2 separate regions of the Sus scrofa genome follow, and region 2 is linked to region 1. The links are chromatin contacts, called in public Hi-C maps. All regions are on one chromosome and are shown on one strand. Each heading gives the region's core, a stretch centred on a gene start, on an enhancer-like site or on the middle of the called end of the contact. The rest is flanking DNA. Distances are from core to core; before and after follow the strand shown. Region 1 has its middle 190 kb from the start of AGR2. Region 2 overlaps LOC110255481 (a long non-coding RNA gene).

What was found. A called contact is a pair of places that touch in the nucleus more often than the background predicts.
Region 2: a contact with region 1 is called in a Hi-C map of omental adipose tissue, with 1.8 times the contacts expected there. The contact joins two enhancer-like sites. A contact is called at or near these places in 3 of 47 Hi-C or Micro-C datasets (embryonic fibroblasts, omental adipose tissue and skeletal muscle) and 1 of 2 datasets of contacts at active chromatin or transcription factors (alveolar macrophages).

The regions. Positions count from the first base shown.
Region 1 is chr9:86,240,141-86,245,376 of Sscrofa11.1, reverse strand. No RefSeq gene overlaps it. Among named protein-coding and RNA genes, the nearest start is that of AGR2, 190 kb to the right of the region's middle. Within about 2 kb of position 2,401, at least 4 of the 83 cell types and tissues checked have an H3K27ac peak or open chromatin away from gene starts, as enhancers often do. A contact at or near this core is called in alveolar macrophages and omental adipose tissue, where this site is marked.
Region 2 is chr9:86,738,965-86,744,246 of Sscrofa11.1, reverse strand. All of the region lies in intron 2 of LOC110255481 (a long non-coding RNA gene), which reads left to right. Among named protein-coding and RNA genes, the nearest start is that of AHR, 230 kb to the right of the region's middle. Within about 2 kb of position 4,031, at least 26 of the 83 cell types and tissues checked have an H3K27ac peak or open chromatin away from gene starts, as enhancers often do. A contact at or near this core is called in alveolar macrophages and omental adipose tissue, where this site is marked.

The DNA.
Region 1 (5,236 bases), core at 1,152-3,651:
TATTTCCCAAATCCATCTTCACCTATGACCTTAGTCAAATCTGCTTCTTCATTGCTCTTATGATAATGTGGGATTGTTTGCCAATTAGCTGTCTGAAGAATTTTAACACCTATTATATTTTATTTGCTGGTCTACAGTGTATGAAGTTTATTTGAAACAGTTATCCATGTGTCAAAGTATAACTCTCTAAGACAATGTGTTGAACAATGATATCATATAACCTGTATTCACTTCAAAGAACAGGAGACATAAATCAGATATATGGCATATGACTTGTGATGGTATAACTTTTTACCTTTTGAAGGTGTTCGTCATTCTCTCAGTACTCACATACCACTTAGAGACGCACTGAGGAGGCCATCTGGCAGAACACTGGATTGCTCCCATTCCTTCCCAAAGATATAGAAGGCAAGAAAAAGAATTGATGTCTTTCCCAGAGGCATTTGCTCAAGTGTCAGACTTAAGGGTCATGATCTGAAGTTGACATTTTTTTAATGTGCTTTTGAGAAATGACATAAACTCTTAATTTTGAAGAGTAAAGTTTCCTTTCTTAAAGGACATTAAGAAAGTACTCTAGGGAGTTCCCAAAGTAGCTCAGCGGGTTATGAACCCAACTAATATCCATGAGGATGCAGGTTCAATCCCTGGCCTCATCCAGTGGGTTAAGGATCCAGCATTGCTCTGAGCTGTGGTGTAGGTCACAGACATGGCTCAGATCTGGTGTTGCTGTGGCTGTGGTGTGGGCCTGCAGCTGCAGCTTCAATTTGACCCCTAGCCTGGAAAATTCCATATGCCACAGGTATAGCCCCAAAAAAGCAAAAAAAAAAGTACTCAAAGTAACTATTATATTAATTGCCTCTCTTTTACACTCTTTCCATCTTCTTTGATCATTGCTCCTGAATGAGTTTAAGTCAATCAGATTACATGCACCTCCTGATAGGCTGGCTTTCTGGGCAGCCTCACAATTGATTCTGCTTGCACACTTGAACCAGACCTACCAGGACCTAGACCTCTTCTTGTGAGGTAACTGACAAGTCAAGGATCAACTTCCCCCAGGTAGAGAAACCATCTGCTGCCAGGCATAAAGAAAATAAAGTGTACAGTCTCTTGGCTGTGATTCTGTGAGAAGTTGGTGAGATTCATAAAGGGCTAAAACCATTTTCATGTACATGAGAACAGCTCACTCTGTCCTTGGCCTTTAACACAAGGAAATCATGGATTTTTGCCTATTTGCTTTGTATTGACTACTTAAACAAATTCCTACTTATTGTAATGATTTTTGGTTAAATTTTTAGTGTACAATCATATTACCTTTATTTAAGGATAATGTTGCCTCACTCTTTCAAAAAGTTACTTCAGCTCCAAAGCAGGTTATACTTGGTTTGAAGGTTGAAAAGAGTAATGAGCTTTCTGAGTATTTTTGAGATACATGGATGTAAAGACAAAATGTTAAATACAGAGTAACAGAACTCTGTCCTGTTTTAGTAGTAGTTTAGATGTGAGGCAATGATGAACTGTTTTAGTAGTAGTTTAGATTTGAGGCAATGATGCATGAAATGGGATGGTTGCTTAAAGGAATACAGACAGAGAAATCGCTGAAGATTATTTTCAATTTTCAACAATTGCTAGATGGGGAAGATAAGTAGGCAATAAAAAATAACTTCAACATTTTTAATAGGCACCATGAACAATAACTAACCAACAATAACCATAGGTGCTAGATTTTTATAGATGTTGAAATATATTATATGATAGAAACCTAAAAGGAAGATTTAAAAAGTAAATAAATCTGACTTCCTAGTTTATAAACAGTGCAAATCAGATCAAGAGAAATCAGCAGATATTTATTTTCTGCTAACTCCATGATCTCATACAATCTTGTTAAATAAAACCAAAATATCTCACAATAATTACATTTTTATAAAGTCTTCACACTACACAAAGCACTACGAATACGTTGCATGTAGAAATGATCCCTAGAGAAACGCTGAGAGTTTTTTGACCCTAAAAATTCCTAAAAATGTTTACAGCCTATAAAATATTTTCTGATTTCAGCTGATAATCATAACCCATCCGTTATTCTCTTGCAAATCCCACTCTACCGGTGAAACTCTATTTACCCTTTAAAGCAATCTTTTCCTCTTTCCTTGAAGCGGGGGCGGGGGCGGGGGTGGGGGGGATTAAGGGGCGGAGTAGATGAAATTGGAGTAGAGGCAGCAAGTTGCTAGACAGGAAAAACCTCAGTAATGGTGACTTTCCTGGGCAAAGGAATAAATCAGAAGATCACAGAGTGTACTGACGACTCTTCTATGCAGCCGTTGTGGATCTCCACAGATAGTCATTATTTCAGGACTCATAGCTCAGGAAACCATATAGCTGCTGATACGAGTGTATCTGCCCTGTTTCCATCTCCAAAAACAAAATAAAAATTATTCCTAGCGCCCTTTCCATCACCCTCCCTCACCTTCAAATCTTTCCCATCCTTAGCTTAACTCATTTCCCTTACTCAAAGGAGGGCAAACAGTGGCTTGTGTTGCTAGCACAGTCAAACCACAGAGCGCATTGCCATCCATGTTTTCCCTGGTCTCAACTTTCCAGATTATTCTCCTGGCCAAGTAAAGATTTTAGAGAAAGCAAAAGAAAATTTTATGAGAAAGGTTTAAAATAAAACAAAGTAAACCACAAGTAATTCTATTTATTCCATGATAAAACTAACTTTGTTCAGCATTACTTCTACTTAAAAAAAAAAAAAAAGGTACGTTTCCAAAAATTCGTAAACTCCTCTTGGTAGAATAGTTTATTCCTTTAGTAAAGTGAAGGTGTCTGTAATAGATTCCACTTAAATCCCCTTTTGTTGCAACTACTAAAAACACTGTCAAGAGTTTAGTAAAAATAAGATTGCTATTACAAGCATATTTTTCCAAGTAACATTCCCTCTCTCTCTATTCCACTTCCTTTTTAACTATCCTGCTCTTTTCAAATGGTCAAGGGTCATTAAGAGAGTGGAGTAGTGAAGATAACGAGGGTCTGGATAATGTTGATGAATAACAAAAAAAAAAAAAAAACAGTTTTATGCACACTTTTAATCTCCCAAAGTTATTACCATGTGAGAAATTGATGTCTGTAGCTAATGATCTTATCCCAGACTCTGATCTAATTTTGAAAATGCAAGAACAAAGCACATGCTGCTTCTATTCCTATTTGCTTACCCCATTTACTGTGACATCTGCAAAAAAAAAAAAAAAAATGGATTATGAAATAATTTTCTTGGGGATAGTTTTTGAGAAGTATTTTTCCCCTTTTTTTTTTTTTTTTTTTTTTTTTTTTGTAGTTTCGGGACACTGGTCTTGGGTAACTTCTCTGAGACCATGCTCCCAGAAGTAGCAGCTGATTTGACTAATGTTGGCTGCCTCTCAAGTAGTCCTAACAACCATTCTCACTGACTCTATCTGGCAGGTACTCCTAAAACACTCAGTCATTCAAAGTAGGTGACCCAAAAATATCCCAGTCATTCATGCATCTACTCAACAAACATTTATTGGTAGAGTGTTATGTTTGCAACATGAAAGTAATGTTTCTGTGATCAACTAATAGCGAACCCTTTATACCTAATGTACTCAAATCTCTTAGCTCCCCCTATAGGGAGGATTGGATTAAAGTAGGGAGTGAAGGGAGAAAAATTCAAAGGCAGGCTCAATTTCAAGTAGAGAATTAGAGTCTGGAAAAGTCCATTCCTGCTGTCTCAAAAGAGCAACCACAAATAACGATGCTACTTGTACAGCTGCCTGATAGAATGAGTCAAGGAAGAGCATACTTTCACTATTTAGTGACAGAAGCAATAACATCTATCACAAAATATATATATATTTTTTTATAAAATATATATTATGAGAATATATTGTATATATATTTTTAAAAATTCATCTCTGCTACTAATCATTCTTTTTACTCCCCTGTTTCTTGTGCAGTTATGTATTAGCATTAGCAAAGGCTTTTACTGATGCAGCAATTACTCAACATGAGTTTAAATTTCTATTAGGTTTGTCTAATGCATTAATTTGCTAATTATTCATAATTCATAACTCGTTCACTATTCATAATCCAGTAGTTCAATAAACATCATCAATTAATATGTATATAAACTCACAATTTCTCCCCTCCATGTTTATCCTGAAATAGAAAAGCAGACCTGTACTAGCATTTCCAATTCAGTGAGGTAGGAACTCAAATCAGAATGTGTATAAGGCACAAAGTCCTGTGGCAACACATCAAAAATGATGTGATCAGTTCTGTGTCATTGATAAAAGGGATGAGATTTAAAATCTCAGAGATAGATATCTGCTGATTTCTCCATCAAGTCAGACTGATCTGGTTTGAATAGCTTTTATATTGTTCCTTACTCCACACTTACCCTGACAACACAATAATTCAGACTGTTATTAGCAAATATCTAAACTATATAGTTTCCTAAGTGGTTTCTACACTATCCATCTTTCTCTCATTTCATCCTGAACATAACTACACATTTATCATCTGGTATTACCTTTTGTTCAAGCCTCCAGCCCCTCTCATACATAATTTTTTTAATATAGAAATAAGGTTAAATGCCTATAATTTCAGGACACTATGATCAATCGAGGCTATATCATAATATAGAAGTACGTGTTGTAAATGTACATCCACTTAGAAGGTTACAAAGCAATATCTGTGTAACTGCAAATAAAATCATGGGGTATTACAGCACCCCAAAAGTCCCTTCATATCCACAGTTTACAACTCCTCACTTACAGTTCTTTCCCTCTCTGCTAGAGGTAACTGCTATACTGTCTGCTATTAATTGTCATCTTGCCTTTTGTGGCAGCTTGATTGTAATCACAGCTTTGTTGGACAGTTAGATATGAGCTCAGATTTATGCTGACACTGCTGCACCCAAAGTGCTTGGCTTGCGTCTTTCAGCTTTTCAGCCCCAAGACCTTCTACAAGCCTGCACGAATCACAGGAGGGGAAGTCCACACACCCTCTACCAGTGGAGAATGGGAACTGATGGATAAATACTCCAACCTCCTGTCCATCAAACATAATCTTGGCAGGTATTCTGTCCTGTCTTCAGGGTTCCTGGCTCTCAGCAATGGCCTGGGAAATACACAAGTGTATGGCCTGGTCTTTCTTCTTCTTCTCACTCTCTACTCCCTTATCCTGCTTCCTAAAGTCTCTTTCCATATAAACTATCTGCCAT
Region 2 (5,282 bases), core at 2,782-5,281, 500 kb before region 1:
AGACTGAGCCATGCAGCAAAACTACAGAGGTGATCTCAGTGATGAGCAGCGAAAAGAAGAATGAAAGGGAAACCAAATCAGAAGATTAATTGAAAGGCTGACCATTGAACGAAGAGGAGGATTGCAGCACCCCTTCCTTTCTGCCCTTCCACACATCAAGACAGGTAGAAATCAGGCATTTCTGGGCAGCCTGAGAAATGCTTGCAGGCAAACAGAAAGACAAACCATAATAATAAGACAACCCTGAAGCTACTTTTCTAAAGAGACCAAATGAACTGCAGGTATAAAACTATGTCTTCCAGTATCATGTCCTTGTCCTTCTGGTTTTTGGAAGCTCTGTCCCCTCCCCAGCCTAAAAGTCTTTTACCCTTATTGCTCACCCTACCATGAAGCCGGTCAGTAAACCAGTCTGCCCATATGCTCTGAACTTTGAGTTGAACATCATCTTTGTGTGAGAGACCTATATAATTAAAATAGTTAACAGGCTAAGAGACTCAGAGTTTTTATTCTTAGAAAATCAACCCAATCGTCTATACTTATTTGTCAGAAACCAGCCAAAGATCATAAAAAATGTGTCAGGCCAGCAGCATGAAAAAACAACTCAGAGAAGAACATCTATTTCAGAAGAAATGCAGATAATTTAGGAAAAAGAAGAGATCTTAAAAAGAAGCTAATTATCATACTCATGAAAATTTGAAAGGATATCGCATCCAAAAATTAGAAAAGGAAACTACAAAAAGTCTTGTTGAGAACAAGAATGAATTCTTTTATGTTGAAGATATTTCTGGAGAAATTTTATAGGCAATCATGATGTTGAAATTAAGAAAATCAGAACAACATAAAAAGACAAAAAAAAAAAAAAGAGAGAGAGAGAGAGAGAGAAAAGACAATAAAAATGGAGGATCAAGCCATAAAGCCTAACTTTGACCTAACAGAATTTCTGGAGAAAAAGAACATTGAAAAAATGGAGAGGAGGAAGTTATCAGTGGGAAAAATTGAAGGAAATTTTCTAATACTAAAGCATAAGAATTATTTATTGGAAAGGTCTATTAAATTTGCTGGATGATGAAACAAATATTTATATCTGAAATTTCAGAGCACAAGAAATCTTTAAAAAAGGAATTAAAAATTCACAGCTGGGATGCAGGGGACATATATTTATGATTCATGAAAATGAATCAGATTGACATCAAACATCTCACCAACAACACTGAATCCTAGTAGCAATGAAACAATGCCTTTGAAGCTCTGAGGAAATATTCTAGGCTTAGTCACAATGGCCATCAAATGTGATGGTGTTAAATGGAAAAAAAAAATGCACCACCTAAAAGTTGAGAATTATGTTTTTTTGGTGAATTTTCTTAGGACATCAGGCCTGCGAGACAGACTCTGAGATAGCTCTGAGGGACTGCTCCAAAGAGGCAAGGCCAGGATATATAGGAGTTTTGTAACATCAAAAGATTACTGCTAATTAAAGGAAACCAGACATCTCAAATTTAATGAATTTAGTGCTTTTCTATGCATGGGAAGATGCGCAGGTCTGGGTTCATTAACACTATTCCTTTGATATACATATCAGCTATCTAGGGCCAGTATCCTGTGCTTTCCCATTGTGATTTCCTTCAGGGGGCTCACTGTTGTGGGGAGGGGCCATAACACCTGATGGCTTGATGGCTGCAACATCCTTTGTTTACTGATACAGTGAGCATCATTCTTAGTTCAGTATAGTCAAATACAGCTTTTTTCAAATTTTCACAAGGTTTTCTAAGGAGGTTACTTTTAAAACATAAATTCTAAGTCCATGAACCTTTATGAGCTTTTCTACAGAGGTTATTTAAAGATTTGCTTGAGCAAAGCAAAGGTAAAAACCAAGAAATTGAAAGATGGGGGAAAAATACCAAAGAATTAACCTAGGAGTAATTTGAAAACAAAGCCTGGTATATTGGTCACACAGGAGATCAGAATATTACTGGTTCTAATTACAGTCAGGCACAGTCATGACAGAGACCAGCAAGCCTGTGTCAGAGTAAATGCCTGGGGTTAGAAGAAAAGGACAGAAAGAACTAAGGGCAACAATAAGGCATGAACCTGCAAAGTTGTAGGAGATAAGTTAAAATTTATTCAGATTGTGTGATTTTTCTAAGAGTCAATGTAGGCTAAATATTACAATTGAAAATTGTTGACAGGTAAAAATAGTGTGTTGATTAGACTTGGAAGCATGTGGGCACCAACCTCCCCCAAATTAATAATGACTTTATTTTTTTACTTTTTACTTAAATTAAAAAAAAAATTCAAGTGTAGTTGATTTACAATAATATGTCAATTTCTGTGGTACGGCAAAGTGACCCAGTCATACAAAATAGTGGCTTTAAATGAAATTTTGCTCTCTTCTACAAACCAAGTCTAGTAGTCAAAGACCTACTATAGGATTTTCCTGAGTTCCTCAAAGCTCCAGGCTCCATCCAGCTTTTCTCTCTCCTACCACACAGCCCTGCTTTGTTGAAGATTGCTCATACCATTCCTATGAAAGCTCAAGGACTAAAACTTAGTCACATGACTGCACCTAAGGCCAGTGTGATGGGACTATGTACTGGATAATATCAGGAGAAACTGGGAGGAAGCTATTTGTGAAGAAAGAATGGAGAATAGATCATTGAGGTCTGCAGAGAGCCTTTTCAGCAGACTCCAAGAAAATGTCCTTTTGGTGGTAATTTTTTTAGGCTTTAATAGCTGTATTTTATTATACATTGCATTTCCTTTAAAACTTCCATCGCATTTGGGAGGACATGAAATGCAGAGCTCTGTAGAAAATGAATAGATTTGCTAAGTCAGGGCATTAGACTTTTCAAAAAGGCCCATGACTTGACATGAATATCACATACTTTCATTAGAATAATGTCTTCCACATTTATGTATTACTGCTTTTCATGTGGATAAACTTTTGACTCATAAAATACAATCTTATTAACTGTATTCATTGTACTTTATTGTTGAATAATTCATCAAAGAATATCTTCACATTTAAAATTGTTATCATGCTACAGACGTGATAAATTCATTTGAGTAATTAAAAAATAAATTAAAAAATTGTTATCATGGCTGTTGGGGGGATTGTTGCTTGAGGAGATGAAAATTTCTAATTTTAGAAAAAGCAACTTTGGGGGTTCTCTTCGTGGCTCAGATGTTAATGAACTTGACTAGGATCCATGAGGATGTGGGCTCCATCTCTGGCCTCGCTCAGTGGGTTAAGGATCCAGTGTTGCCGTGAGCTATGGTGTAGGTCACAGACATGGCTTGGATCTGGTGTGGCTATGGCTGTGGCTGTGGTGTAGGCCAGTGGCTGTAGCTCTGATTCGACCCGTAGACTGTGAACTTCCATATGCTGCCAGGGTGGCCTTGAAAAAGCAAAAAAAAAAAAAAAATCAACTTCATACTAAAAATGCCTGGAAACCATTCTTATCAGATTTTATTGTAAAGATTTATTTAGTATTATTCCTTTTTGGCTTTACTTAATTTTTAAGCTCTATTTTATTTTCTTTTTGCCTGAATTCTTTCACTTCCTTCTAATTTTTATTTTTGTGTCACAATATTTCTATTTTGTTTTTCTGTAAGATACCTTAGACTGTTTTTGGAACACTCTGGGTATAAACACAAAATCTGATAATAGCTGCTCCTCTCACTGAAGCCAGGTACCAGCTCCTGGAATCAGAGACTTTCCTATCTAGGATTTGCTGAAGTTTTCTTATCTAGGTGTAAAAGAGATTAGTTCCAATTTGCATAGGCAGTGGACCAGGATATTTAATTGTTCTTTGAACCTGCATTCAATATTCCCTTATTTTTCTTTGGAAGGATTTGACATTTGCCGTGAATTTCTAGCTGACTTCTGGTTTCTAGTTCCCTGGAATTATGGTGTCCTTTGAAATCCTTCAGAGTCTCTCTTCATGCTCACTGCCACAGCCTTTAGCAGTGCCTTCAGTTTTTCACCACCTTATTGATTGTGTCTTTTGAGTATCTTGTAGCCCTCTCTCCTTTCTTCATTTTCGTTCTTTGGATACTTAATGCTATTGTCACCTAAAGTCAGCTCTTTGAATCTTGAGTGGTACTGTTTGCTTTGTGTCCCTTTTCTTCTTCTATGACAGAAACCAAGTTATGAGAAACCAAGCATTTTCCCCTTGGATTTTTCAATTCTCTTTTACTTTTATTTTTAACTTGCTCTGGGGCTGTTAAACTTAGACTTCCTCTCAGTTAATCCTGTGTTTCTGTGGATTATCTCATCATAATATCCAAACATAACTGTCAAATGTACAATCTTCATCTTGGCTTGGGTCAATCCTCCTGAACTCTTATGAGCTATACTGAGACCTTTGAAGTACTAGTTCCTCTCTCCTCTGATGGCTGCTGGCAGGGAGACAGGCTGCCTGAGATTGATGGGGGGATGGGCAGGCAGCATTGCCAAATAGTTGTGGTATCATAAACAGTGCAGAGTGCCTTGCCAAAAACTACATATTGACCTTGTTTAGCTTCCAGAGAGATGAGGTAAGGCTATTGAAATAAATTTGAGATTGCGAAAGATTAGACTACCATCACATACTTAAAAGTAATCTTTCTCAGCAGAATATGCAAGACATTTTTAAAAGGAGAAATGCGTGTAACTCTGCTCCAACTGTGGATTTCCTTTTGGCTTGAAGAACTTGATACTGGCAATGCTTAAGCAAAATCAGTGTTGATAGACCTAAGGTGGATATTAACCTAAGCTGTGTTCTGGTCTCCATAGATAAGAATACTGAAAACATACAAGATACAATAATAACAGGGATCATGTGGGGGGAGGAGAGAAAATACACCTGGTGTTAAATGTCTATAATTCACATCATATTAATCATGCAGTTTTTGTGAGGTTAAGAAATGATCCAGGTGTTAATTAACAGGGCAAAAATCCAAAGAAAGCAGCTGGAGTTCTGCTTAGGAAGTCCAAACCCCATCAGTGCTTAATACAAGTGCTTCTGTCTTTTATGTCTCAGGTGATAACCAATATGGGAACCAGCATAATGATGATCAGGAATTAGTGCTTGTTGGTGAAGATGGCAGTTTATAAATTAGCAAAATTTCATCCCTTGGTGAAATTAAAAGTTTTTAGGAAAAAAAAAATTGTTTGGATAAAAATGGTTGAGACATTCTGCACACTTGCATGAATGTAGAGGCCTATACTCTTTTCACTTAAAATAGGGCCCAGTGCTTGATCCTTAAATAATCCTGTGACCAGCCATTGGTTTAGAAGATTT